Linked DNA regions of Mus musculus: regions 1 and 2 are each linked to region 3. The links are chromatin contacts, called in public Hi-C and promoter capture Hi-C maps. All regions are on one chromosome and are shown on one strand. The core of a region is the stretch at or near the end of the contact, and the rest is flanking DNA. Distances in the headings are between cores, read along the strand shown. Region 1 holds the start of Map4k2 (mitogen-activated protein kinase kinase kinase kinase 2). Region 2 holds the start of Vegfb (vascular endothelial growth factor B). Region 3 holds the start of Ankrd13d (ankyrin repeat domain 13 family, member D).

Region 1 (3,049 bases), core at 434-2,933, 2.1 Mb before region 3:
GACTGGGATCTCCAGCACTCAGTTCTATGGTCCCTGAGTGTCCCCCGGGTACTGACCCAGCTTGACATCACCCTGCAGAGTGAGCAGAAGGTTGGCACCCTGTTGGGGGAACACACAGAAAGGATTGTGTCAGGTGCCTGGCGGCTTCCTCCTCATTTGAACCATGCCCTTGGCTGACCCCCTACCTTAATGTCTCGGTGAATTTTCCCCTGAGAATGCAGGTGGTGGAGCCCCTGGAGACAAACAGAAGTCTCTGAGGACAGCTGCTTTGCACTAATTATCTCTTCTGAGCCCCTCCTCAGGACTGGGCCCCCCACCCAAGCTGCTTCCTCCACCCCTCTCCCCAAGCAGGAAGTGAATGAGCCAAGAGGGAAATAGGCTGCTTCCGGCAACAGAACTGGGGGGCCCCCTCCTGCTAGGACCTCCACCCCCTGAGTCAGCCCATCCCAAGGTCCCAATCTCCCACTGGCCAGATGTGTTGGGCCCACACTCCTGAGGATTCCAAAATGGGTGCTGCCTATGAGCCCCATACCTTCAGTGCCTCCCGGCAAACATAGGCAATCTGCCGTTCTTCCAGGGGCCCAGTGGCTGAAACATACAGAATGGGGGCTGAAGAGAAAGAGCCTGAGGGATATGCTGACCCTCCCTACCCACCCTGCAGAGTGGGGAGCAGCAGGCACCACTACAGCAAAGTGATGTTAGCCAAATTTCTTCCAGACTCAGGCTGGGAAACTGAGCCCAGAGGAGGATAGTATTTCTCTCAAGGTCACACAGCCAGTCAGAAGCTAAGAGGAGTCCAAGTGCAGCCAGAAGGATGCCTTCCTACCCCTATGTTGGGATCGGGAAAGGCCATGTCCATGGAGTCTGGATCTCACCGTGGTAAATCTCCTGCAGTGACCCTCCTCCACAGAACTCCATACAGATCCACAATCGGTCATTCCTGGGGAGACAGAGAGCTGGGGTGGCACAATGCAAGGCACAAGAGGGTAAGAGGATAAACAACCTCACCTGAGGTAGCTGCCGATGTAGGCCACGACATTGGGGTGGCGGCATTCACGAAGGATGGTGATTTCCTGCTGAAGAGAGCTGATGTCGTCCCCTGGGGAGCACAAGGCATTATGGGGGGGGGGGGGGAACGAATAGCCTAGACTCTGTCCCTATGTGCAAAATGAGCATAGAGTATTTCTCTCCTTGCCGAGCAGGTGCCAAACCTTAGTTTCTCCTGGGGTCGGCTTCACGGGGGGGTCTAGAAAATGTTAACTCTCTGCCCCCGCCAGCTCACCCGCCCGCCTCCCAGGAGCACAGAGGCCCCACCCGGGCCCACACCTGGGTCTAGCTTGACGATCTTCACCGCGGCCAGTTCGGACGTGACGGTGTCACGGGCCTAGGGGCGAGAAGCGGGGTGAGGAGGGGGCGGGGCCGGGGTTCCCGCGGCGGGACGTGAAGATGCACCCTCCTCCTGCGCTCCCGCCCGTCCCGCAGCCCCGCTCAGCGCACCTTGTAAACGTCGCCATAGGTCCCGGCCCCCACACGCTGTAGCAGCTCGAAGCGGTCCCGCGGATCCTGCAGCGACACGTCCCGCAACAGCGCCATGGCCCGGCGCCGGACCCGCCGGCGGGCGCAAGCTGCGGAGCCGGCGCGGAGCGGCGCGGGGTGGGGCGGGGCGAAGCGAGCGGGCAGGCAGGGGCAGCGCCGAGACTCGGAGGCCGTAGGGGCGGGGCCAGCCCGGGGCGGGGCCAGCCCGGGGCTGCCCCGCCGCCCGCCTGGCCGAGAGGAGGCGCCCTGGTTGCGCGGGGAAGTCCCAGAAGCAGGGGCGGAGCTTAGGTACCCCTCCCAATTCTCGCCGCGCTACAGGTGCAGAGCATAAAGTTCAAAATCCTAAAACAGCAAAAGCAGATATCCACTCCCGCCCCATCCCCGATTTCTCAGATGAAACACATACATACATCTCTCTTTTTTCTTAACAAAATGCATTTATCTTTCTTGGAACTGAAAAATAAATCTATGTACAAAACAGGAAGAGGCTGGCCCTCCCCCACCCCGTGCAGATTTCCTCCTGGGACCTCAGGGAGGTTCCCAGAGGGCTGGAAGAGGTCCTGCTCTGTTCTTGCGCCAGTTTGGTCAGGAAGGGGGCGAGGCTCAGTATTCACAGATAAGAGTCGGAGCTTCATGTCCTGTACTCAGGGGCTAGGGAGACGAGGAAGATTTCCAAATTCGGGCAGCAATATGTAAGTTCTTTGGGGTAAGGGATTTGGATTCCCAAAGGATGGAACTCTATATAAAGTGCGGAAATCTACCCCTAGGGACTGAATGGTCCTTGGTTTCCAGGTAGCAACTGTGCTCTGGGGCTAAGGTCAATCTAGCCCCCAAGTGGGAGGAATGCCCTACTGTTCAGGCGTGACTTGGGCTCCTGTCATGGTCCACTGAATTTCGGGGGATTGGACCTACAATGAGGTTCCAATTGGCCGGCTGGTGGGGATGACACCTACATTCTAAGAACTGAGCCAGGGCTCTGGGGCCTGAAGAGGGGCTAAATGAAGGCTCCTAGTCACTGCAGGACAGCTCTGGGTCCCCTAGGACTGAGGGCGGAGTCTAGGCTTGAATTAGAGGATGAGGGTGAAGCCTGCTGGGAGTGAGGGCAGGCCTGGGGCCTTGCCACAGAATCAGAGTTCAGAGGCCCTTGCGCTGCCGCTTTAGGAAAGAGAGTGTGTAGTCGCTGGGTGTGGACACTTTCTGTTTCTTCATCTGCACTTGCGACTGTGCCGTGAGTTGCAGCTTGATGGCGCTCGAGTTGATCTTGGTGGCCACCAGTAGCTCCTTCATGCCTTTCATCTTCTCACTCTGGAAAGTGAGCACTGGGCCCTCTGGGGGTGGCGATGCTGCAGGTGCTGGAGCCTGAGCAGCATTGCCGACTTCCTGGCCACCGCGGGTAGTACCTGGGACAGTCCCTGACGTTTTCCTAGGTGGTCCCGACCCTGCACTTTGTCCTGAGCCCGGGCCCTTGTCCAATGCAGGCTTCTTGGGTGGTGGTGGCTCCTCAGGCTTGGAC
Region 2 (3,102 bases), core at 68-2,567, 2.7 Mb before region 3:
CAATTTTTTTTTTTTTTTTTTTTGCAAATTTTTTAAGTTCAGGGTCATCTTTGGTTACATATGGAGTTTGAGGCTAGCCTAGGCTACATTAAACTGTGTCTCAATATAGAAAGAAAGAGGGCCAGGCAGTGGTGGTGCACGCCTTTAATCCCAGCACTTGGGGGGCAAAGGCAGGTGGATTTCTGAGTTCGAGGCCAGCCTGGTCTACAAAGTGAGTTCCAGGACAGCCAAGGCTATACAGAGAAAACCTGTCTCAAAAAACCATAAAAAAAAATAAAAGAAAAGAAAGAAAGAGCGAGGAAGGACAAGTGCCGTATAACAGTGACAGTCCATGGTAGCTGCCAGGACCTCACCATACACTCGAATGCATGCTGTCATACCAGTTTTCTGTGGCATAGAAACCCAAAGGATGGAGCCCATTGTCCGTAGTATCTAGCAATGGAGATTACCTAAATATGCCCCCTTTCTAGTCTTCTGGGAGAGGCAACCTGATTTCAGAGCTGTTTCACCAACCTTCTTCACAGGACAGCCAGTGACTTAGGGTGCCACCTAGTTCTGGGACTTGGGCCACTTGGTGTCTGTTATAGAGAGAGATGTAAAGTTGTGTGAGAGATGCTAGAACCTGGTCAAGGACCAGGGTTTGAGGGACACCAGAGTTCGGAGACTCGGAGTTAACTGCAATTCCTTCACAGGAAGCTGGAGCAGGTGCATCGCAGCTTCATGGATGAAAAGGACCGGATCATTACAGCCATCTACAATGACACTCGGGCCAGGGCCAGGTCTGTCACTGCTCTGACTTTGCTTCCTGCTTCAGCACCACCCTCCAGGATGTCTGTCCTGATCCTGTTTTTCTTTCCAGGGCCAACAGAGCCAGGATTCAGCAGGAGCGCCAGCAGAGGCAGCAGCCTCGGGCAGAACCCTCCCTGCCTCCAGAAAGCTCCAGGATCATGCCCCAGGACACAAGCCCCTGAGAGGCTTAACTAAATGGGACCTTCATTGGTCCTCTCCCTGCTGCCTGTCCAGAACTACACGTGCAATAAACTCATTTTCAGACGCCTGTCCGATTCGGTCCTTCAGGTCACGCATCTCCTCACCCCTCCCCTCGTGAGGCAGCGACCCCCGGAGCTCGGCCTCCAGGGCGGTGTGTCCCCTTTCCCCTGCAGCGGCGGGAGGGGGCGTTTGGAGGGGACCGGCTCCGCCCCCGCCCCGCCTCCGCCCGCGGCCCGGTGGGGAGCGCGTGTTTAGGTCACATGAGCCTCTTGCCCGCCAGCCCCGGCCAGGCCCCCTGCCACCCCCCGCCGTCCCCGTTGCCCGCCGTCCCGGCCACCACCGCCGCCACTACAGGCCGCCTGCCTGTCTTGTTCCTCAGGCCGTCGCTGCGGCGCTGCGTTGCGCTGCCTGCGCCCAGGGCTCGGGAGGGGGCCGCGGAGGAGCCGCCCCCTGCGCCCCGCCCCGGGTCCCCGGGCCCGCGCCATGGGGCTCTGGCTGCCGCCGCCCCCCACGCCGCCGGGCTAGGGCCATGCGGGCGCTCCCGGCGCTCGCCCCCCGCGGGCACCATGAGCCCCCTGCTCCGTCGCCTGCTGCTTGTTGCACTGCTGCAGCTGGCTCGCACCCAGGTACGTGCGTCCGCGACATCCCGCTCGCTAGCTCGCCCGCCCGCCCGCGGTGCCCTCTCAAGGTTGGCGGAAGTGGGGAGGCGCCTGCTACCTCTGTCGAGGGGATCCTCAGTTCAAACCGGGAATATCCCTTAAGAGGTGCCCCTTGGCGAAGGCCCGCTAGTCCTAGCCCATGCCCCTGGGGCCACTCCCCCACCTCACCCCATCCCCTGGGCGGTTGTAGGGCGGAGCTGCCTCCGTGCCCTCCGAACCTCGTTTGTCTCCCACTATCCTGGCTCCTGACCTAAAACAAGCCCAGCGCTAAGGCTTGGGCTTTAGTACCATTCCCAGAGTATGCCTGGTGGGTCTTGGGCCAGGGAAAGTACCAGATGTCTGAGTATACAAGAAAAATTAGAACCAAGGTCTTGGGAACAGAATAAATCTGGAAAGGTGTCAGAAAGGCGCAGAAGCCTGACTCAAGGACGGAGCCCTTACATAGCCACAGGGCCAGCCCTTTTAGAGTGCATCTTGGGCCCAGGTATCTTCTTTCCCACAGGCCCCTGTGTCCCAGTTTGATGGCCCCAGCCACCAGAAGAAAGGTAATAATAGTTAACAATAACTTGCCACCAGCCAGTACTAAGAGGGGTTAGCACTTGCTCTGATTTCATATCCCTTATCTTGCGTGATCCCAACTCCTTTGGGCGATACCATTCCATAGAGGAAGAAACTGAGGCAGAGGGCTTAATCATTTCTTGAGAAACAAGGCAGAGAAAGACAGGTTTAAAAGATGGTTGGGGTGGTGGTGATAGGGTATCAGAGAGGCTACATGCTCAGAGGAGCTTCAGGAGACCTGATAAGAACTTAATCCATCTGGGTCTGCCCACAGTGGTGCCATGGATAGACGTTTATGCACGTGCCACATGCCAGCCCAGGGAGGTGGTGGTGCCTCTGAGCATGGAACTCATGGGCAATGTGGTCAAACAACTAGTGCCCAGCTGTGTGACTGTGCAGCGCTGTGGTGGCTGCTGCCCTGACGATGGCCTGGAATGTGTGCCCACTGGGCAACACCAAGTCCGAATGCAGGTACCAGGGCCTATGGGTCAGGTGTGTTGATGGGACAGTGATGTCCTATGGGCTGGGCCAACCCAGGGAGGGGCGTGCTGGAGGTGGGAATTTCTGGTCATTCTTTCTCTAGCCTATCTAGTATCCCCTTCCTCTGTCTTTTTCTGGCCCTGCCCCCCACCACTCACTGTCTCTTCCTCGTTCTCCTGAGCACAGATCCTCATGATCCAGTACCCGAGCAGTCAGCTGGGGGAGATGTCCCTGGAAGAACACAGCCAATGTGAATGCAGGTGCCAGCCAGGTCCAGGTCACAAAGTGTAGCATGGGGTGGGGGTACCAGGCATGGGCTTGTACCTTACTTAGTAGGGACCAGGTGACTGAGAGTAGAGCCAGAAGTAGTAGGCATGGATCCTGGGGCAAGAGTGCAGGAGGCTTGGGTTTCTTT
Region 3 (3,161 bases), core at 619-3,118:
GACGCCAGAGAGGAAAAAATGGAACAGTGTAGTAAGCCAGGCCACACTGAGGGAGCGTGTGAGGGAGGCCATGTTGTTGGTCAAGAGGTAAGGTGGAGCTGAACATGGCAGAGCACACATTTAATCCCAGCACTTTTGTGAGTTTGGGTCTAGTCTGGTCCTCAGAGAGAGAGTTCCTGGACAGTCTGGGCTAGTTAGTGAGACCCTGTCTCAAAAGACAAAACAACAAAAAAGAGGTGATGATAGCTCAGAGCACAGCTGGCCTGGAAGGAAGAGAGAAAGGCGTTTGGACTTGGCTTCTGACACCCTAATATGGCAGCATGGAATACCTAAGACCAGAGGTGTCCTGGAAGTGATATCAGATGGGAGTGGACAAGCTGTCAGCTAGGAGAGGGAGGTCCATGTGGAAAGAAGGGTCGATGTCAGAGCAGTAAAGACTGGCGGAGAGATGCTCAAGACTGCAGCAAGTCCTAGGCCGTCCAGGGCCAGGGTGACGATGCTGAGGAGGAAGTCTCTGACAGAAGCAGAGACCAGCAGGACCTAACTGCAGAGCTCTGGACCTTTAGAAGCTCAGGGCCTTGAGTTCCTCCCAAAGTCCAGACATCGTAGATGACCTGACCACAGCACACACGGTGGGTAGCCTAGATCCCGGACTGCTATAAACCACCCGATCGCAGGGAGAAAGGTGGCAATCAGGCTGAAGAGATGAGGACATCCTTGGGCAGGAAGGGAACCTCAGTTAGATGGCCTTTCTCCATCACACTAAGTTTAACAGATAGGGAGGTGGAGCCATCCGATGAAGGTGTTTGCTGCCAAACCTGACAACCTGAGTTAAAGGATGGGAGAGAACCAACTCTCAAAAGTTGGTTTTTCACCTCCACACTCATGAGCACCCCCACACAAAAATGAATGTAAGATTTAAAAATAGAGAAACAGACCAGAGTCAGTTTTGGAAAGTCTGGTTTACCCCCTCGCCACCCAGCAAGACCAGGATCAGAGAACCCATGGTAGGACTGAAGATAACCAAGGGTCCCAACTAAGCTGGCTGGCTGCTTGAACCCTAGATCCTGTGTGAGTGGAAGTGCCAGCCTTGTTTCGAAATTCTCCTTCCTTCCCTGTTGGCAGTAAAATGCAGCCTCTGCAAAATGGACTCCTGTGGTGGTAGCGTGCACCCTGGCCGATCACCCAGCCAGGAAGCTGAGCTTATGTCCCCCAACCCCAACAATATTCCTGTTCCTGATTCCTTGCTGTCTTCCAGGCATCAAGGCCAGACAGATCCTCGGGAAAGAAAGCTTTGACTGGTCAGCATTAGGGGTTGCTGCGGGGTGCCCATCTCCAGAAGCTAAGCGCCTGTGCTGGCAGGGATGAGGTCAAGATTTCCCATCCCACCCGCCTATAAAAGACAAGTCGGTGCTGATGGAACTCAGGAGTGGGCTAGACAGAAGGACACATTGTCAGCGGGGGTGGGGGGGGGTGGGGGCGGGGGGGGCTGCAAGAACAACAGACCCTGGCCCAATCCCAGTGCCACCGAGCCTACCCCACTCCCCTTCCGTTCCCTCCTCCCTCACCTTTCTGACCACTAAGAGATTTGCCCAGGGCCTGGGGCGCCCCCTGCGGGCACGGGTGGAGCTGCAGCTATGCCCCGCCCTCCGGAACAACCCCACCGACCATGGCGCTTCAAAATGAAGTTCCGGCTGTTCCTGGGGCGCATGTGGTTGCCCTGGAGACTGGACAGCACCCCACACACACTCCGCCCGCCCCCAGCGCGCAGGCCTGCAGTGGTTGCCGTAGCTACGGGAGGCGAGGGTGTGCGAAGCCCGACGCCACGCCCTAACTCCATGTAGCCCCGCCCCCAGATCCCCGCCCCGCCCTCCCTGCCGCCTTCGCTCTTGCTGCGGCGGCTTCTAGCAGGGGTCCGCGGGGCTGCAGCGGGTGCGGCTGAGGTGCGGCTCAGAGCGGAGGAGCAGGGGACGTGCCAGGCGCAGGCCAAGAAGGGCTGGGCCTTTCGCTCGGGATGCGGTGCTGAAGCCCAGCATGGCCGGCCTGGGCCCCACCTTCCCGCTGCACCGGCTAGTCTGGGCGAACCGGCACCGCGAACTGGAGGCCGCACTGCACAGCCGCAAGGTGAGGCCCTGAAGGGGATCCGATTCGGTTGGTTTCCTCCCCAAGCCCCGGTGCCAAAGTACGGAATCTACTCCGCAGCTCACCGCCCCTGCTGTGCTCCGCAGCTGCATCCTGACTCCTTAGGTCCAGCTCTTTCCAAATCCCTGGTCACCTGCCCTCGAGCTTGAGCATTTGTTTAGCGCATCTCCCTTGGTTGGGCCTTGCTCTGCTATCTGCCCCCTTCGTATTGCGTTAAGCTCAGGATTCACCCTCATCACCTCTGAGCTAGAATGAGGACAAGAACCGTGTTCTAGCCCTCAAGCTGGTCTAAACTCTCAGCATCCCTAGCCTGAATCTGTCTTGCTAGACTCCACCACCAGGCCCTCAACTCTGGATAGCAGAGGGCAGAAGAAATGAGCAGTTCCTTCCCACTGGCCCTTACTGTCCCCTTTACCCCGACACTTTCCAGTCCACATAGGCCACACTCTTATCTTCTCACTGACCTGGTTACCCATAGTAACTCCAGCCCTTTTCAATCCAGTGACCTCCTTGCTTTGGCCCTCTCTTGCCTTGTATTGAGTGACCCATCTCCCTTAGCACGACATTGAGCAGGAGGACCCCCAAGGGCGAACCCCCCTGGAGCTTGCTGTGACCTTGGGGAACTTGGAGTCTGTGAGAGTCCTCCTCCGACATAATGCCAACGTGGGCAAAGAGAGCCACCAGGGCTGGGCAGGTACTGTGCAGGGCAGAGGGTCCTCCCTTGAGACTAGCTTCCAGGTTGGTGAATGGGGGGCAGGGGGAGTAAGTAACCGTGCCTGGGGGCGCTAAGAGGGCTACCCCAGCAGTTGCTCATCTCCAGTCCTGCAGGAGGCAGTCAGCACTGGAGACCCTGAGATGGTACAGTTGGTACTCCAGTATCGGGACTTCCAGAGGGCCACACAGAGGTTGGCTGGCATTCCAGAACTGCTCAACAAACTCCGTCAGGTATTACCATAGAGTAAAGAAGTGGGGTATAACAGGCGCTCCGTCTTCCTGTGATAAGCCTGGCCTTGGAGGAG

What was found. Hi-C and Micro-C count contacts between places; a contact is called where the count stands out from the background. Capture Hi-C pulls out chosen DNA fragments and counts their contacts.
Region 1: a contact with region 3 is called in a Hi-C map of B cells, with 7 read pairs. A contact is called at or near these places in 1 of 484 Hi-C or Micro-C datasets (B cells), 1 of 130 datasets of targeted methods (double positive thymocytes) and 1 of 9 other capture datasets (liver).
Region 2: a contact with region 3 is called in a promoter capture Hi-C map of liver, with 5 times the contacts expected there. A contact is called at or near these places in 1 of 39 promoter capture datasets (liver), 1 of 130 datasets of targeted methods (astrocytes) and 1 of 9 other capture datasets (liver).

Annotation. Positions count from the first base shown.
Region 1 is chr19:6,339,794-6,342,842 of GRCm38.p6, reverse strand. It overlaps Map4k2 (mitogen-activated protein kinase kinase kinase kinase 2), which reads right to left and starts at 1,683. Exons shown (of 32, transcript NM_009006.3): 1 at 1,498-1,683; 2 at 1,327-1,384; 3 at 1,009-1,099; 4 at 876-940; 5 at 533-588; 6 at 186-233; 7 at 57-99. The coding sequence starts at 1,593. Men1 (multiple endocrine neoplasia 1) reads right to left here. Exons shown (of 10, transcript NM_001168489.1): 10 at 1,949-3,049. The coding sequence ends at 2,671.
Region 2 is chr19:6,985,866-6,988,967 of GRCm38.p6, reverse strand. Vegfb (vascular endothelial growth factor B) reads left to right here and starts at 1,317. Exons shown (of 7, transcript NM_001185164.1): 1 at 1,317-1,616; 2 at 2,152-2,194; 3 at 2,482-2,678; 4 at 2,874-2,947. The coding sequence starts at 1,557. Dnajc4 (DnaJ heat shock protein family (Hsp40) member C4) reads left to right here. Exons shown (of 7, transcript NM_001357001.1): 6 at 693-779; 7 at 860-1,057. The coding sequence ends at 971.
Region 3 is chr19:4,281,844-4,285,004 of GRCm38.p6, reverse strand. It overlaps Ankrd13d (ankyrin repeat domain 13 family, member D), which reads left to right and starts at 1,868. Exons shown (of 15, transcript NM_026720.2): 1 at 1,868-2,124; 2 at 2,701-2,836; 3 at 2,963-3,087. The coding sequence starts at 2,035.